Linked DNA regions of Mus musculus: region 2 is linked to region 1. A link is a contact called in public HiCAR-type data. All regions are on one chromosome and are shown on one strand. The core of a region is the stretch at or near the end of the contact, and the rest is flanking DNA. Distances in the headings are between cores, read along the strand shown.

Region 1 (7,758 bases), core at 2,549-5,048:
TTCTTTTACAAACTTGGATACCCTTGTGTTTGAGGCAGAGATGTTAAGAACTGAAATGTCATCTTCATGGATTTTTTTTTTTTTTGATAAGTATGAAATGTTTCTTCCCCAAATCTTTTGATTAGTTTTACTTTGAAGTCTCTTTGGTTAGATATTGAATAGCTATACCAGATTGCTATTCAGGTGTATCTTATTATATTTTGGTATATCTTGCTCCGTGGTAGAGTCTATTTGAATGTTGAGGTGTGTTTTTAGATGCAGCAGAAAGATGGATCCTGTTTCCATACCCATTCAGTTAGTCTGTCTCATTTTATTGGTGAATGGAGACCACTGATATTGAGAAATATCAATGACCAAAGACTGTTGACTCCTGTTCCTGCTATTTTGTAGTACATATTTGTTATGAGTAAAATCACATGAACATTGCAGTAGATGCAGGAAAGGCCTTTGACCAAGTTCAACACTCCTTCATAATAAAAGTCCTGGAGCAATTAGGGATACAAACCTCCACATAATAATGGCAACTTGCAGCAAGCCTATAGACAACATCAAATTAAATGGAGAGAAACTCAAAGCAATTCCACTATAATTGGAAACAAGACAAGCTTTGTCCACTCTGTCCAAATCTATTCAAGAGTGCCTGAAGTCTTAGCTAGATCAGTTAGACAACTAAAGGAGATCAAGGAGATACAAATCGGAAAGAAAGAAGTCAAAGTATCATTATTTTCAGATGATATGTTAGTATATATAAGTGACTGTAAAAGTGATAGCTGGGAACTCCTAAAGCCAATAAACACTTTCAGCAAAGTAGTTTAATACAAGGTTAACTCAAAAAAAAAAAAAAATTCAGTAGCCCTACTATATAAAGAAATAACACCTTTCACAATAGACTCAAATAATATATCTTGGAGTAACTCTAAACAAACAAGTAAAAGACTTGTGACAAAAACTTCAAGTATTTGAAAAAGAAATCAGAGCAATAGTTGCACCAGTTTGGGAGATGTCAAGAGGGAAAAAAGAAAGTCACTGTTAAAGCATGGGATTTGAGGGGTTGATGTACAGACTGTCTGATGTTCTAAATAAACATAAACAAAGTTGGGTATTACATGAGACTTTATAGTCCACCTCATTACTAGCCTTCATTCCCCAAATTCCACTACCTTTAAGCAGTAAGCAGTGGTACACATCGGTAATCCCAGAACTTGAGACTTAAAGCAGGATACTCAAAAAGTTCGATTTCTTGCCTACATAATAAGTTTGAGCGCAGCCTGGGCTATGGGAAACCCTGTCACAGAAGTTAAAAGGGAAGTTCAACAGTGACTATTTGATAATAAAAATCGTATTTACATCTTAAAATAATATTTATATGACTTAAATAGGCAAGATTCTTAAAAATATAACTATCAAATTTATATAGGTAAAAGTCTTTAGAGCAGACATAATGATAGTTACTTTGGGTATAAATTTAGTATCAAAACGTTATAACAAATTTCACTGCACATTCTAAATTAGAAGTACTTTCTCTCAAATACTCATTTAAAGTTAATTAGGATTACAATCTAGAGAAACTCATGTACAAGCAACCTTGAAAATCTTTTCCCTCAAGTTTAAAGGTTAAAAAGAATTGTAAAAATCAACTGGATGAATGTATATCCTCAAAATGTAATGAGTTAATTTGCTGTATTGTGGCTTTCATATCCTTCCACCAGCCAATCTGAGAACAACCACAACAAAAAGCACTGTAAGCAGAAGAGCTGATTGTGTGAGAGCTTTAGGTTTTCAGCTACTCTGACACCGGATTTCATAGTAGTTGAATTAATTTTCATTCCTATCATGTATCTCTCCACTTTGAGGTTAAATATTACCTAATTGAACTGAAATAAATTAGGCTTTCCTTGCCAACTTGTCTAATGAGAGGAATCCCTTTGTAAAGCTTCTATCACTAAAGAGAAGAGGACATCGACAGGCCTAAAATAAACATATTATCCATGACAAGATACCAGAGTTATTTAGTTTTTTATTCACTTATCCTTTCTATTAATTATTATAAAGGAATGAGGAATGAGAAACTTCACTAATTATTACATGGAAAGGGTGATAAAGATCCATCTGGATCTCCAGAAAGGCAAAAGAGCTAAATAACCTTCTAGGTTCACCACTTTGATGTACAATAAAGATGACTTCTAGGCACACAGTAAACCTTCAAGCCACTGCTGTACACATACATGTATATAAAACCACCAGCAATTTACTTAATCACTTAATGTCTTACATAATAAGCACAGCTTGGAAGTATGGGTAAGAATATCATCATCCCAGAAAGCAAGAAAAACAGCAGAATGTCCGGGAATCGGGAAGCCACTGTCTAGGGGACCCCTCCTGTGCTAAGCAAGCACTTACTACTTCCTAGGAGTTTTTCCAAACTTGCTTTTACCCCTATATCTTATCCACTCTCTAGTGCTTTTCAGGCTGAGATATCCACAATCAAGGTATTGGCTTGGTATTTCATGGTAAGATATTAACTGACAATTTCTTTAATGTTCAACAAAGCTCCTTTCAAAAAAAGACAACATTCTTGATATCCACATACCGAGCTACTCCTCCTGTGCCACTGAATGACCCATTTGCTGAACTAGCAGAATGTGGTAGTGATTAAGCTGCTACAAGCATATATGGTCTAAGCATGAAGAAGTATCTAGAATCATTACCAGTACTTCTGCTTGGAAAGTCAGCATAATAGAATAAAAGAACAGGCCCAAGAGCCATGAGATTGAGTTTGAAGCAACCATATAGGTCTTGGGAATTAAACCAAGGTCCTCTGCAAGAGCAGCTAGCACTCCTGACCACTTAGCTAACTCTCCAGTCCCCTTCTTTTCTTCGTTAATATCAGCTTTTTCAAAGTTAACATTGAAACATTCTCTTAACTTTGACAATATTTCACTATGGATAACAGGAACCTCTACCGGCCCAAGTGACATGCCTCATCTGCCATGGCCACACCTCCTTAGCCTTCTCAAACATTCACTGACTAGAAATACAGTACTCAAATGCCCAAGACTTATGAGGAACATCTTATTCATAACTACTACATTCCATTCTTAGACCCACATAGTCTCATGGCTATATCATAAAACAAACAAAAAATGCACTCTGTCCAACTTTGAAAGTCCCCATGGTATTCCTTGAACTGGTTCAGCCTGTGGGGAAGTCAAACAGTCCTCTGAGGGGGAGTGAGGATGATTACAGGAAAGATAGAACATGCAAGACGAAGTTATGGGAGGTCTGCTTGGTTAATACCATACTAGCAGCAAGTGTATTTCTCATAGCTTTCTTATACTATAGTATCATGGGAAGCAAAACCACAAGCTAACAGAAACAATTTTGGTAAAATGTACACAGACATTTGTTCGCATTCCAGAAACGTCTCTGTTCCTTCCACCAAGGTCAATAGAATCGTCAGCCCCGAGCCTTGAGCCTGCAGCTCCTCTTATCCCTCTATGCCTCAGCAGGCCAGGAAATCTGCCAACAGGCCCTGTCCTGCCTGGGAGGCAGAATTTTTCTTTCTTTTTTTTTTTCCTCTGCTTCAAAAAAGCAGCAAATGGGTCCTGACACTTCCTGAGCCACAACACTGGTTAAAAGCCCATAGTCCAAATTCTTTCCTACAGCTTAAGGCATTCTCTTAACTGTAACTTTCTATAAAAATCAAAATACAAACTGTAAGTTTCCAACGTATAATGGTGCAGAATATGCTCGGTCATGCCAAGAGGGAGTTACAAGGCCACAGTGAGGAAGGATTGGCCCCAAGAAAGACTGGTACCCAGAAGAGCAAACTTCAAGTCGTGCAGTTCCTTTGTCCAATGTCGGAGGGCTCAGCTGGCTCTCCTCTTCTATGCTGGCTGCCTGTAAGATAAATCTCTCTCTTGGGCTGGTTTGCTTCCTGTTTGTAGCTCTCCATAGCTGATATCCATGACTCTAGCACGTCTCATTGCTGAGACCTCACTTCTCAAAACAGCCAAACAGGAGGGAGAGAGGAACACTGAGAGTGCCTTCTGCTCTTGTCCTTAGAAACTGCCTGGCTAAATTGAAGAGTAATGGTCTAAGTTCTTTGGCAGAAGAGATTTAAGGACAGACTAGTATTGAGGTGTCACATGACTATCAGTAATCACTCTTAGGCAGGTCTACAATAAAAAACAGAAAATGGGCAAAAAGAAATACAAAATGAATAGTTTGAAGAGAAAAAAAAACATAAAAGCCAAGGTATTTGAAACTTCAAAGCCTGTCCTCCTTACATCCTATGACACAGCAAGACCACACCTCTTAATCGTTCCCAAATAGTTCTACCAACTGAGGACCATGTATTTAAACATATGAGCACACCGGGGCTATTCTCAGTGAAACCATCACAGTAATGTCTAACAAACACTATTCAGAGGGCACTGGGGAAAACAACATTTTGGTAACACAGAATAGCATCAAAGGGGAAGGAGCTCAGACCAGGTGTGGCGGTGGCATACGCCTGTAATCTTGCACTTGGGAGAAACAGACAGGTAGATACATAGGGGAGCACCCTCATAGAAGCAGGGGGAAGAGACATGTGGTCAGGGATTTGTAGATGGGAAACCAGGAAACGGAATAACATTTGAAATGTAAATAAAAATTTTTTTTTTCAGGTGACCAAAGAGAAAGAGTTTGGCTCCTCAATTCACAAAGACTCAAACTTGACAAAGGAAATGCTGTTCACGAGCACACAGCACACAGGTTTGCAACACAAAGGGAAAGGTTAGGACTGAGATAAAGCAGAGATGAAAGGCAACCTCGACAGGTAAACTTGCTGAGGGAGGCTTCAGGAATGTTGTGTGTTTTAGTGGAGCATTGATTAGGCTGGTGATCAGTATTAGGCTTTTACCTGAACCTACAAACTAGATTTTCAGTTAAATATAATACGCTATATAACATAGAAAACTGATTTCATAGAAATACTTAAGAGCAATATGAACACTTGATTGACTTCAAAGTGTATGTTTATGCTATAAACCTTTTATCTGCGTAAAGTTTTTACATTGGGATGTCACTGAGACCAATAAATGAAGAATAAATACCGTGTTTCTTATTGGAATCTTCTTGGGTTCTGGTGGGACATCCTGTGGCACAAACTTCACTGGCTCCTTAATCTGTCTCCTTGATCGTTTTGTTCCATCTGGTAAGGTTTCCATGGCCATCTCTGCTTCCATGTCGCTGCTCCCTGCCTGGTCACACTCTGAGCATTGCCTGAATAAATTTTTATGAAAAATTAAGGTTATAGATCTCTTATCTTCTGATTTTAAGTATAATTCCTATAAATATAAAAAAGTATTCATACATGAATACGGACATACTCAAATACACACAGGTAGTGTGGTAATGACAAACAGAAAGATACCTCTACTCTTGTAAGAATGACTACCATGGCTATATTATAAAAAGCAATTCAGTGTATACACATATTACAAGAACATATGTAACAATGCTGTTGTGAACCAACACAAGTCACAGATCACTGACTAAGAAGGTATCTTTACTTTGGAAATGATGCCTTTCTTTTGAAGGTGACATATACTGAAAAGTTTCTTAGGGATATTCATTCTTTTACTCCTTTACCATACCTTTGCATTTTATTTAATGACAGTGTGTTGAATATACCATCTGGAGAAAACTCTACAAAAGATCTGCTGAGTTTTGGGGAAGATAGTCATTTTACTCAGTAGGCCAAGTAAATCCTTAATAAAATATAATTTAAAAGGATTAATAAGTAGTTTTCCAAAAGTCTGGTTTGTAGTATATTAAATTATTTTTATGATATTTACTTTATGCGCTGATATGTGTACTTTCAAATGTAACTTAAAATTCAAACATCTCTAAACATTTAACACTTAATTCATTCTATCAAATTTTTTATTTTTGATATATCAATACTATAGACTTAGATTAAGCTTACTTTTACTCTTTAATCTGAGATCTTTAATGAAGCAGAGATTGAAGGAATGGCAAACCAATGACTGGCCTAACCTGATACCCAAACCCATGGGAGAGAGCCAACTCCTGACAATATTGATACTCTGCCATGCTTGCAGACAGGAGCCTAGCGTAACTATCATATGAGAGGCTTCATCCAGCAGCTGATGGAAACAGATGCAGAGACCCACAGCCAAATATTAGGCGGAGCTCAGGGTGTCTTGGAAACTAGTGGGGGATAGGATTACTGGAGCTGGAAGAATCGAGGACCACCACATAAGAAGATCTACAGAGCCAACTATTCTGGGGCCACGAGGGCTCCCAGAGACTGAACCACCAACCTAACAGCACACACTATCTAGACTTAGGCCCCTACACATATATAGCACATGCGTAGCTTGGTCTTCAACTATGGATTGCTTAAGAACTGGAGCAGGGGTCCTGTCTGACTTCGACTCTTGTTGCCAGTGTTTGGATCCCCTTCTCCTAGCTGGGCTGCCTTGTCAGGTCTCAGCAGGAGAGTTTGCACTTAGTTCTGCTGCAACTTGATATACCAGACCAGATTGGTACCCAAGGTGGGGATTCCTCTTCTTGGAGGAGAGCTGGAGGGGAGGAGAAAGGGAACAGGAGACTAGAACTTGGAGGAGAGCTGGAGGGGAGGAGAAAGGGAATGGGAGACTAGAACTTGGAGGAGAGCTGGAGGGGAGGAGAAAGGGAATGTGAGACTAGAACTTGGAGGAGAGCTGGAGGGGAGGAGAAAGGGAATGGGAGACTAGAACTTGGAGGAGAGCTGGAGGGGAGGAGAAAGGGAACGGGAGACTAGAACTTGGAGGAGATCTGGAGGGGAGGAGAAGGGAATGGGAGACTAGAACTTGGAGGAGAGGAGGGAGGGGGTTGCGATCTGGATGTAAAGTGAATAAATTAATGAAAAAAATCCTGAGGTTTTTAAATCCTAAATTCCACAACATAAATACAAAGTATTTTTTTTTTTTTGGCTGATGCAGTCATATTAACTGAAACAATGTAAGTAAATATGTAAAATGTAGATTTACTTTTAAACTCCTATTTAAGTACAATGGTAACAAAAAATTTTAACATGAAAAGGAACTGAGAAAGAAAAATCAAAATGTTACTTTCTAACTAAATATTCTTACAGGTATGTTCCTAGCACAACTAAAGGTATTTTATAGATTAACAAATCAACACCAAAATACAATGAATAATAAACTAAACTGCTATATATTTATCTCAAAACACCAGTAAATAACAATGGAAGAATTCACATGGTAAATATACTCTGAAGAGAATCTGCCAGGAAAACAAAATTATGAAAAATTGTGAACTGTTAGGTTCTTGTTTTGTTTTTTGAACATAATGTCATTGTGTCCTAAATGAATAAGCCTACAAACAATAGCATCATACAGATCTTTCACTCGTTTGGTTAGAGTTACCCCAATATATTTTATATTATTTGTAGCTATTGTGAAAGGAGCTGTTTCGGTAATTTCTCTCTCAGCTTGTTTATCCTTTGTATAAAGGAAGGCTACTGATTTGAGTTAATTTTATATCCAGCCACTTTGCTGAAGTTGTTTGTCAGCTGTAGAAATTCTCTGGTAGACATTTTGGGGTCGCTTATGTATGCTATCATATCATCTGCAAATTGTGATACCTTCACTTCTTTGCCAATTTGTATCCCCTTGATCTCTTTTTGTTGTCTTATTGTTCTAGCTAGAACTCTGAATACTATATTGACTAAATATGGGAAGA
Region 2 (7,758 bases), core at 1,613-4,112, 1.1 Mb before region 1:
CTATGCAACAAACCCCACTTAACCCAAGGCACTTTCTAGAGACTCGAGTTTCCCATGCAGTCACTTTGTCCTTCTTTAGGGTCTCTCCAGGGTCACCTATTGACTTCTACCAATTACAGAAGGAGAGGAGTACAACATAACCTCACTATTTTTCCTTTCTGTGAGAGCAATTCTAGCGCCCGACAAATAGCAGGGATAGGACTCTTCCTCCTGTCTTCTCCATGGCAAACCTCAGGCTCATTTTCCCCTCTTGCTTTTCTTCATACACTATAGATTTTCTTTTAGAAATATTGAGGTGGAAGCAACTTATTGTTTAGATAATGAGTTACTGAACAACTTAGCTGCTAACATCCACTGTGGCAAAATGACTGTGATATGGCTTCCAATGACATAAAAATGACTAAAATCCTCAGGGGTGCATAGGTGCATAGGAGCTATAACAGCAGACAAGCAAGACAAAAAAAAGTTATATGTGCTTAAGTCACTTCTATTACTGCTTTAGGAATGGTACTAATTGTTTGCTTTTGTGTTTCTGACTAAACAAAACTGGTAAACTTTGAATCTCTGAAAATAGAAGTGCTTAAGACTATAGATTTTACATTGTTTGAGCAAATGTTTGGAATCCTTTAAGAGGACAGCCAATGCTACAACACGTACCCCTAGGAATTCTTCCTGTTCCTTGGCAAGTGGGACAAGTGACACTATCTCTTCCAGTAAATTCCACATATGGGAACTGAGAGACATCTCCATTTCTTCCGTCTTCGTTGTGCACTTCACTGCTAACCAATCCATTTCTCATATTGTCTGTCGATGTAACGCCATCATAGCCATCTTCTTTATTTGAATGCAAAGGTAAGTGAGAAAGAGACTTTCCCATGTCTAATGAAAAAGAAAAATCTGACAGTAAATTCCATGTGGAAAAAAAGAGTCTCAGACCCTATGGGATATATTTACAGGGTTAGGCAAATGCAAATTACTTGTAGGATTAAAATTATGTTCAACCAAAGTAATGTCTGATACAAGGAAACCATTTGTAGCATTCAGAAAGTACTTTTCTAACAGAACATTATGAAACCAAATCCTGTAAGACTTGTAATGTGAACAATGTTTAAAATGGTAACAGTTGGCAAAAGTTTACAGTGTCAATGGAGATGCTAGGCTTTCTTAGCATGTTCAAAACAGAAATATGGTTTTAGTTTTTTGTAGAGAAAAACATATTTTAACTATAAACCAGTTGGCACTGCAGGTGAACTTGTTGGCCTGTTACAACAGATATGTATATCACCAGCTAACTTCAAAGTGACTCATTTCACTCACTTAAATTCATACTCCTTTAGTTGTCAATAAAACCCTAGAAGTACATGACTGAAAAGAACATGAAAAGCCACATAATACAACATGCCGGTTTTCTGAGAGACAAAATAATAGAAAAAGCAAACAAAAATTTTAAATGGTACAATTCCATTCTCCCTGCGGTTATCCATCACTTATCAGATTCAAAATACGAACTACACAATCACAGATACTACTTTTAATTTAATATTTTTCATTAAAAAATAAAATGATACTAAGTGATTCAGGTCACCCCAGATGAAGGAAATTCATATCTGCTTTTCAAAATCTGAATGCTACTTGTTGAATTCACTCACTGTGTAGACAGCAATATTAAATTTAAAAACTTGAGTCATATAGAAAAGGAGTAAAAAAAAATGAATAAATATACTTTCAGAAGTTCTGTGTACACACTGTGTACCATAGCTCAGAAATATCAGTGATTGTGACTTACACACACACAGTATCTTACTGTGGCTCAATGACAGCGAGTCAGAGCCAAGCCAACACTTGGCAGCCACAGGTGCACAGGGGTGAATTGTAATCAGTACCGGCTCCTTACACTGTGACCTTGGAAGCTTTGGAGTACACAGGGTGGTTTAGAATCAGCTGACACTAGACAACACGTGGTGTCATCACAGGGGTGAAAACTGTGTCCCACAAATGGGAGCCTTTATGGCAAAAGGCTAGGGACAGCTAAGTGGTTCTGGTCTCCGCTGGCTGCCTTACTCAGACCCACAGTAACCTTGACATATTCTGCTGAAGGTGGGTTTGGGTACACACCAGATTAAGCAGTCACTTGAATCCTAGCCTTCTTGCTTAGCTTTTCTTGAGGCTATTGACAAGTGTAACCCCTGTCATTTTGGAAACTTACTTGAGGTTTTTAAAGGGAGTGGTAGATCCCCTTCGTCTCCTCCCCGGGCTCTCAATGTTTATACCGCGGTCTTGTGAACTCAACACGGTTCTCAGATGCTCTAGAAACTGGGAAAAAGATAAATTCAGCAGCGCATGCAACTGAGATGTGTCACCTGTTTGTGTGCAGACCTGGGGTTAGTTCTGAGGGGCTCAAGGGAGACGGAAACGAGCGCTTTTCAAAGGGCATCACAGGCAAACAAACCCCCGGAAGAAATCAACATCCGAGTCACCTTGCAACTACAACTGTCAAGCCCCAGAGCTACTCGGCCGCTCAGATCAAGGGCCCTGGCGCCGCCCGAGCCACCCCGGGAGCGAAGCCAAGGCCCCCGCGGTGACAACCCCGCACCCGGCTCGCCGCGGCCTCCCTCACCGCTCGGGCAGGGGACGTGGGCCCCACGGCCCGGGTCGCTCACCCGCACGCGGAGTGCTGCGCGGTCCCGGGATGCTCCGGTGCGTGCGGGCCGCAGGACAGGGTCACAGCGTCCCGGTCCCGGGGCCGGGCCGAGCGCCGGTAGAGTGCAGCCGGGAGAGCTGCGGGGGAGGGGTAGCACAACAACTGCATCAGCTGAGCTCCGTACCGGGAGAGCCTGCGCGTGCGCTTGCGCAGTTCGCCCCAGGAAGGAGGGGCTAGGCCCTGGAATGGACACTACGCATGCGCACTGTCACCGGTTTGAAGGGAAGTTGCCAGGGTGAAAGCTTCTGGTTTTGTCACCTGTCTCTTCTCTAGACTGGAAAGTTTCAAAATAGTACTAATTGCGCCTGGCTTACGAATAATCGGTTTTCCCTTTTCCCCTCCACCAGGCTGATTCCTTTTGTAAAGGGGAGGAATGTGCACCGTCGCAATTTTGAGCGATCGTGTTCTCAAGTCTAGATTTGCAGACACAAAACTTCCTTCCTGGGGTTAGAATGAGCCGGTTGGTGCACATTTCTGGCAGAGTTGCAGGCCAGAATTTTGTTATTGAGTTTTCATTTAGAAATTAATGTCACCGGGAAGACGCACCCCCGCCCCCGCCTTGGTTTAATCTTGTTTTGATTTTGTACTTAAATTCACATTATTCAGTGCATGCAATAAGAGTTGTACCCCAAAGCTCATGACCAAGTGAGTTGTTAAAGGAGTGTCCCAATCCATGCACCTCATTGTCCAGTCATAATTTACAGTGAGTTGAGGCTACAGTGGCTCATTTTAGTGGCTCGCCAGTGTTATAGTCAAAGGTTGTTATGACCTCTTTTCTGTCTTCCTGATAATCAAGATGTATTAAGTGGCTCATAAGATTCCTGGATGGGATTATAATAAGATAAAATTGAAAGCAAGAACAGATGCGGTTGCTAAAGGAGTTTAATAGCTTCCCTATAAATGGGGTTTCTGGTGAAATTCCTAGAAAATTAACAGAGTTATAACTGGGAAGTAAGCATCTCTTAATTGTGTTTTTTTTTTTTTTTCTTTTTCTTTTTTTTTTTTTTTTTTTTCCTTCTCTACTGGAAAAAAGCAACTGCACTGGGCGAGGAGCTCCCAATTTTGTCCCGCTCTTCTAAACTGCCTTGTATGTATTTGGAAAGTATTTTGATTTATGACCATCTTCTATGTATATAAAAGTTTCATGAAATTGTTATCACATTGGGACATTGGTATTTGGAATAGCCCAAGTCTTTGTTTTCAGGTCATGGTTCCTCATATTGGCTTTAGAATAAACTCTTTGTCCTTTTGAGGTGAGAGCTGTGTATTTTCCATCTACATAAGCAGGATGTTTTAAGACTATTTAAAACATTCACCTCCTTAGGTCCGGCAATTTCACTCTGTGAGATTCATCCTAAATTATAATGAGAATTCTAAAGTAAAGTTGTGTGCAGTGTGTAACCAGTTTCTTAGGATTTCAATAGAGTTAACAATAGCTTCGAAGTAGACCATGGCAACTCTTATAAAGAATACATTTATTTGGGGTTGGCTTACAGTTTCAGAGGTTTAGCCCGTTATGCTCCTGGCAGGAAACATGGCAGCAACCAGGCAGACATGATACTGGAGGAGCTTAGAGTTCGACATCAGAGACAGCAGGGAAGTGAATTAGCTCCTTAGACCCCAAGGCCCTCTCCCTAGTCAGCACCTCCTCCATTTAAGCCACACCCTCCCTAATAGTGCTACTCCCTTTGGGCCAATCCTTCACACTCAGGGTCCAGAGGCTGTTCCTATTCAAACCACTGCAAGGAAACTAAATACACATAAACTAAATACCTGATTAAGTCACACCAGCAGTGCACTTGATAAAATGATTGCTTTTGAGATGTGGTTCCTTGGGTTGCACACTAGTTGCCCTAAAACTTGCTGTGAGAACAGCCTTCCTTCCCTTCAATAAGATCCAATATGAAGCCCACTTGATGTGTATTAAAAGGCATTTAAACATAGAGTTTAAGCATAGACTTAAATAGAAATGAAAGGGACTCAGAGAATGTATAAATCTCATCTGAGAACATGGCTGTGGGCTCCTCAAGAGAGAATCACACTTCATTGTCTTTATAGTAGCCACACATACATTTTGGGGTGGGTTTTCAGTAATCTTTAAAGGTTCATTAAGGAACGTAAATGGGATTAGAGCTCCTGTGGAGTCTTGAATAGGATTACAACTCACAATGTAAAGCGACCTAGGGGTGCAGAAAGTTAAGATAAAAGTTTACCAAAAAAAAAAAAAAAAAAAAAAAAAAAAAAAAAAGACACGTTTGTGAAAGCTTCTTAAAATATCAAGGACTGAGAACATACATGATGTCTTATGCACTCTTTCTATTGGGTGTTTTGTTTTTGTTGTTATTTTTACAGTTTTAAAATGAGTATTGTTTCTATGTCTGCAACATCACAGTAAGTGTTAATTATGCTGGAATCCTTAACTCTCAACTGAAGACAGACTCCAACTAGCCTCCAGAGTAAGGGTCTTTTCCCCCACCTCCATAATTACACCTGTCTTTCTATATTATTTTTCTATAGTGCCTCAGTTACATGCTCATACACTGTGATGGTTTTATTATGCTATGTTTAGGTATGGCCCCCATAGATTCATATGTTTGGACAAGCCTATGGGGGCCAGGAAGCAGAATGTGATGGTGTGTATATGCTCTGCCCAAGGAGTGGCACGATTAGAAGGTATGGCCCTGTTGGAGCTTGTTTTAAAAGGTTGTAAGTATAGCAGCTGTTAGTGTTGGCATTTTGTCAGGCTCTGCCCCGCAGTTACCTGTTGCCAGGTGTGCCTGACTCTATAAAAGGGGCTGCTTGTCCCCTCCTCTCTCTCTCTCTCTTGCCTTCTTGCTCTAGCTCTGCCCATTGGCCTTTACACAGGCTCCGCATTCCCCTTCCCCTCTCTCTGCAAGTGGTCACAGCCTCTACTCTTGTTCTCTCTCTCTCTCTCTCTCTCTCTCTCTCTCTCTCTCTCTCTCTCTCTCTCTCTCTCTCTTTCTCTCTCTCTTCCCCTACCTTTTTCTGTCTCAACTCCCCTCCCCATGCCCTGAATACATTGCATGGCTGGTCCCTCCAGGGGAAGCAATACCTCAGCATGGCCCTGCAGAGGCACCTCCTTCCCCCACACCTACCTTACCTCCACCAAACATATTCCTTCTCTTTATATTTTTATAAAACACAACAATTAGATATTATTGTGACAAAGTTTTTATCCACAAACAGTAAAGTATTTTAAAGATAGATCTTTAATGCTAGACAGACTTTCTCCAATTCTTCTTTTTTTAATCATTAAAGAATATTTTAAAAGAAAAATTTTGGAAAATGTCAACAACTTTTTCTTTGAAATTTTGAGATCCATGTCAGTCTACATGCTATTAGATATTAGAAACAATGTTTTAAATAGTATGAGGTAACTGAACAGAAGTTGTGATCTGATTAAACCTCTTTTTCGTGGGTGTTGAAATAAGGTATTCTTCTATGCTAGGTTAAATCTTCAAAACATGCATGTTCCTTCCATGTTTCTCATAATTTCCTTGAATGAGACTCACCCACATATTAACAGCTGGCAGCCAAATTTCAAATGTCACTTCCTTAGAAATTTGTTGCTAAAACTTATAAACAGACAAATAATTCATAATTTACTCTCTCAATCGTTCTGAAGTATATGGTTTATTGTTAGTATGCAGGTCTGTCGTAGCCTGCACTTTTAAGTTTCAAGCTGGCTGGGTAACATTAGCAAACTGAGTTTAATTATTTTTATAGATGCACTCACAAACTTATACTCTGTGTATATAAAGAATTTTCTTTTTGTCTTTTTGGTGTGGCTTATTTTACTCAACCTTCTATAATAGAAAATTAGAAGTTAAAGAACTGGAGTGTTTCTGGCTGAATTCCTGTGATAGTTTCCCAGATACATAGCAAAAGTATTATTCCCTGTGGTCATTTGCCCTACATTCACTGATAGCAAGTTCTTGGTTCTGTGACTACACCTTTGTGTTTCCTCTCTTCAATATCCTTTGTTACATTCTGCAAACATCTCATCCCTTTGAGCCTTTGGTTCACATCCCTAAGAAACCATTTTTAGCATAAGAATCTTCTGTATATCCTGACTTACATCTTCATTGCTTCAAACCTAGAGAGGCAAATTTCTCTGTATGTATTAAGATGTTTAAACCAATAACTAACTTTATTGATTTTAAACTTTTACAGAGTCTTTGTCATAATAAGTTAGTGAAAAAATGTTACAAAATAGGTCATGTTTAATAAATGAATGAGTTTGTTGTGTCATGCAGTATATGAAGTATTTCAGTTCATCTCTTTTTAATTTCTATGGGAAGTCTTTGGATTACATTCTATTATTATCTGAATTTTATTTTAAACAGAGAAACTAAAGACGGGAGAGATCACTCAGTCTGTAAAGTGTTTGTTCCATAAGTATGAAGAAACTAGTTCAATTCACCAGAACACACATTAAATATTTAAGCCTAGAGGTTGGTATTTGTGATCTCAGCTCTGGAAAACAGAGATGCAAGGATCAGTGGTGCTCACTGGCAAATTGGTGAGGTCCAGACTCAGTGAGAGATCCTATCTTACTATAGCTATGGTAGAGAATGTTTGAAAAAGAAACCCTGTATTGTCCCAAATTTCCATACACACATCCCTGCATACTTATAAACATGCACACATCAGAAGAAAAAAAGAAGATAGAAGATTCTAGGTTATGTAACTTGTATATGAACACACAGCTATCAAATTGTATAACTAGAAATCAGAAAAGCACATGTTATTCACCACTGTGGCATGAATAATTTTTTTAAACTTGGAATAGCAGATATTTTGTCCAAATAAAGAATTAAAATATATTGTTGAGGGCTGAGAGTAGCACTACAAACCATACGAATGAACACCGATCTCAGTCAGACAGGGATGGTTTATTGTATGCACACCCTAATACTGATTAGATCAGAAGTACAGCTCAGAAATATCTGAACTAAGACAACAAACATTTCTCAGGGGAGCTTTATAAAGAAAACACACACACACACACACACACACACACACATACACACATA

What was found. HiCAR-type assays count read pairs that join an accessible place to other places.
Region 2: a contact with region 1 is called in a HiCAR-type map of astrocytes, with 4 times the contacts expected there. The contact joins the promoter of Tmem106b here to the enhancer-like site in region 1. A contact is called at or near these places in 6 of 39 promoter capture datasets (the 3T3-L1 cell line, hippocampal neurons, liver and 2 more) and 1 of 115 datasets of contacts at active chromatin or transcription factors (astrocytes).

What each region holds. Positions count from the first base shown.
Region 1 is chr6:11,994,536-12,002,293 of GRCm38.p6, reverse strand. Phf14 (PHD finger protein 14) reads right to left here. Exons shown (of 18, transcript NM_001168382.2): 14 at 5,100-5,268. Among named protein-coding and RNA genes, the nearest start is that of Phf14, 73 kb to the right of the region's middle. Within about 2 kb of position 3,798, at least 18 of the 459 cell types and tissues checked have an H3K27ac peak or open chromatin away from gene starts, as enhancers often do. A contact at or near this core is called in astrocytes, where this site is marked.
Region 2 is chr6:13,064,863-13,072,620 of GRCm38.p6, reverse strand. Tmem106b (transmembrane protein 106B) reads right to left here and starts at 2,862. Exons shown (of 9, transcript NM_027992.3): 1 at 2,661-2,862; 2 at 2,207-2,313; 3 at 658-879. The coding sequence starts at 877.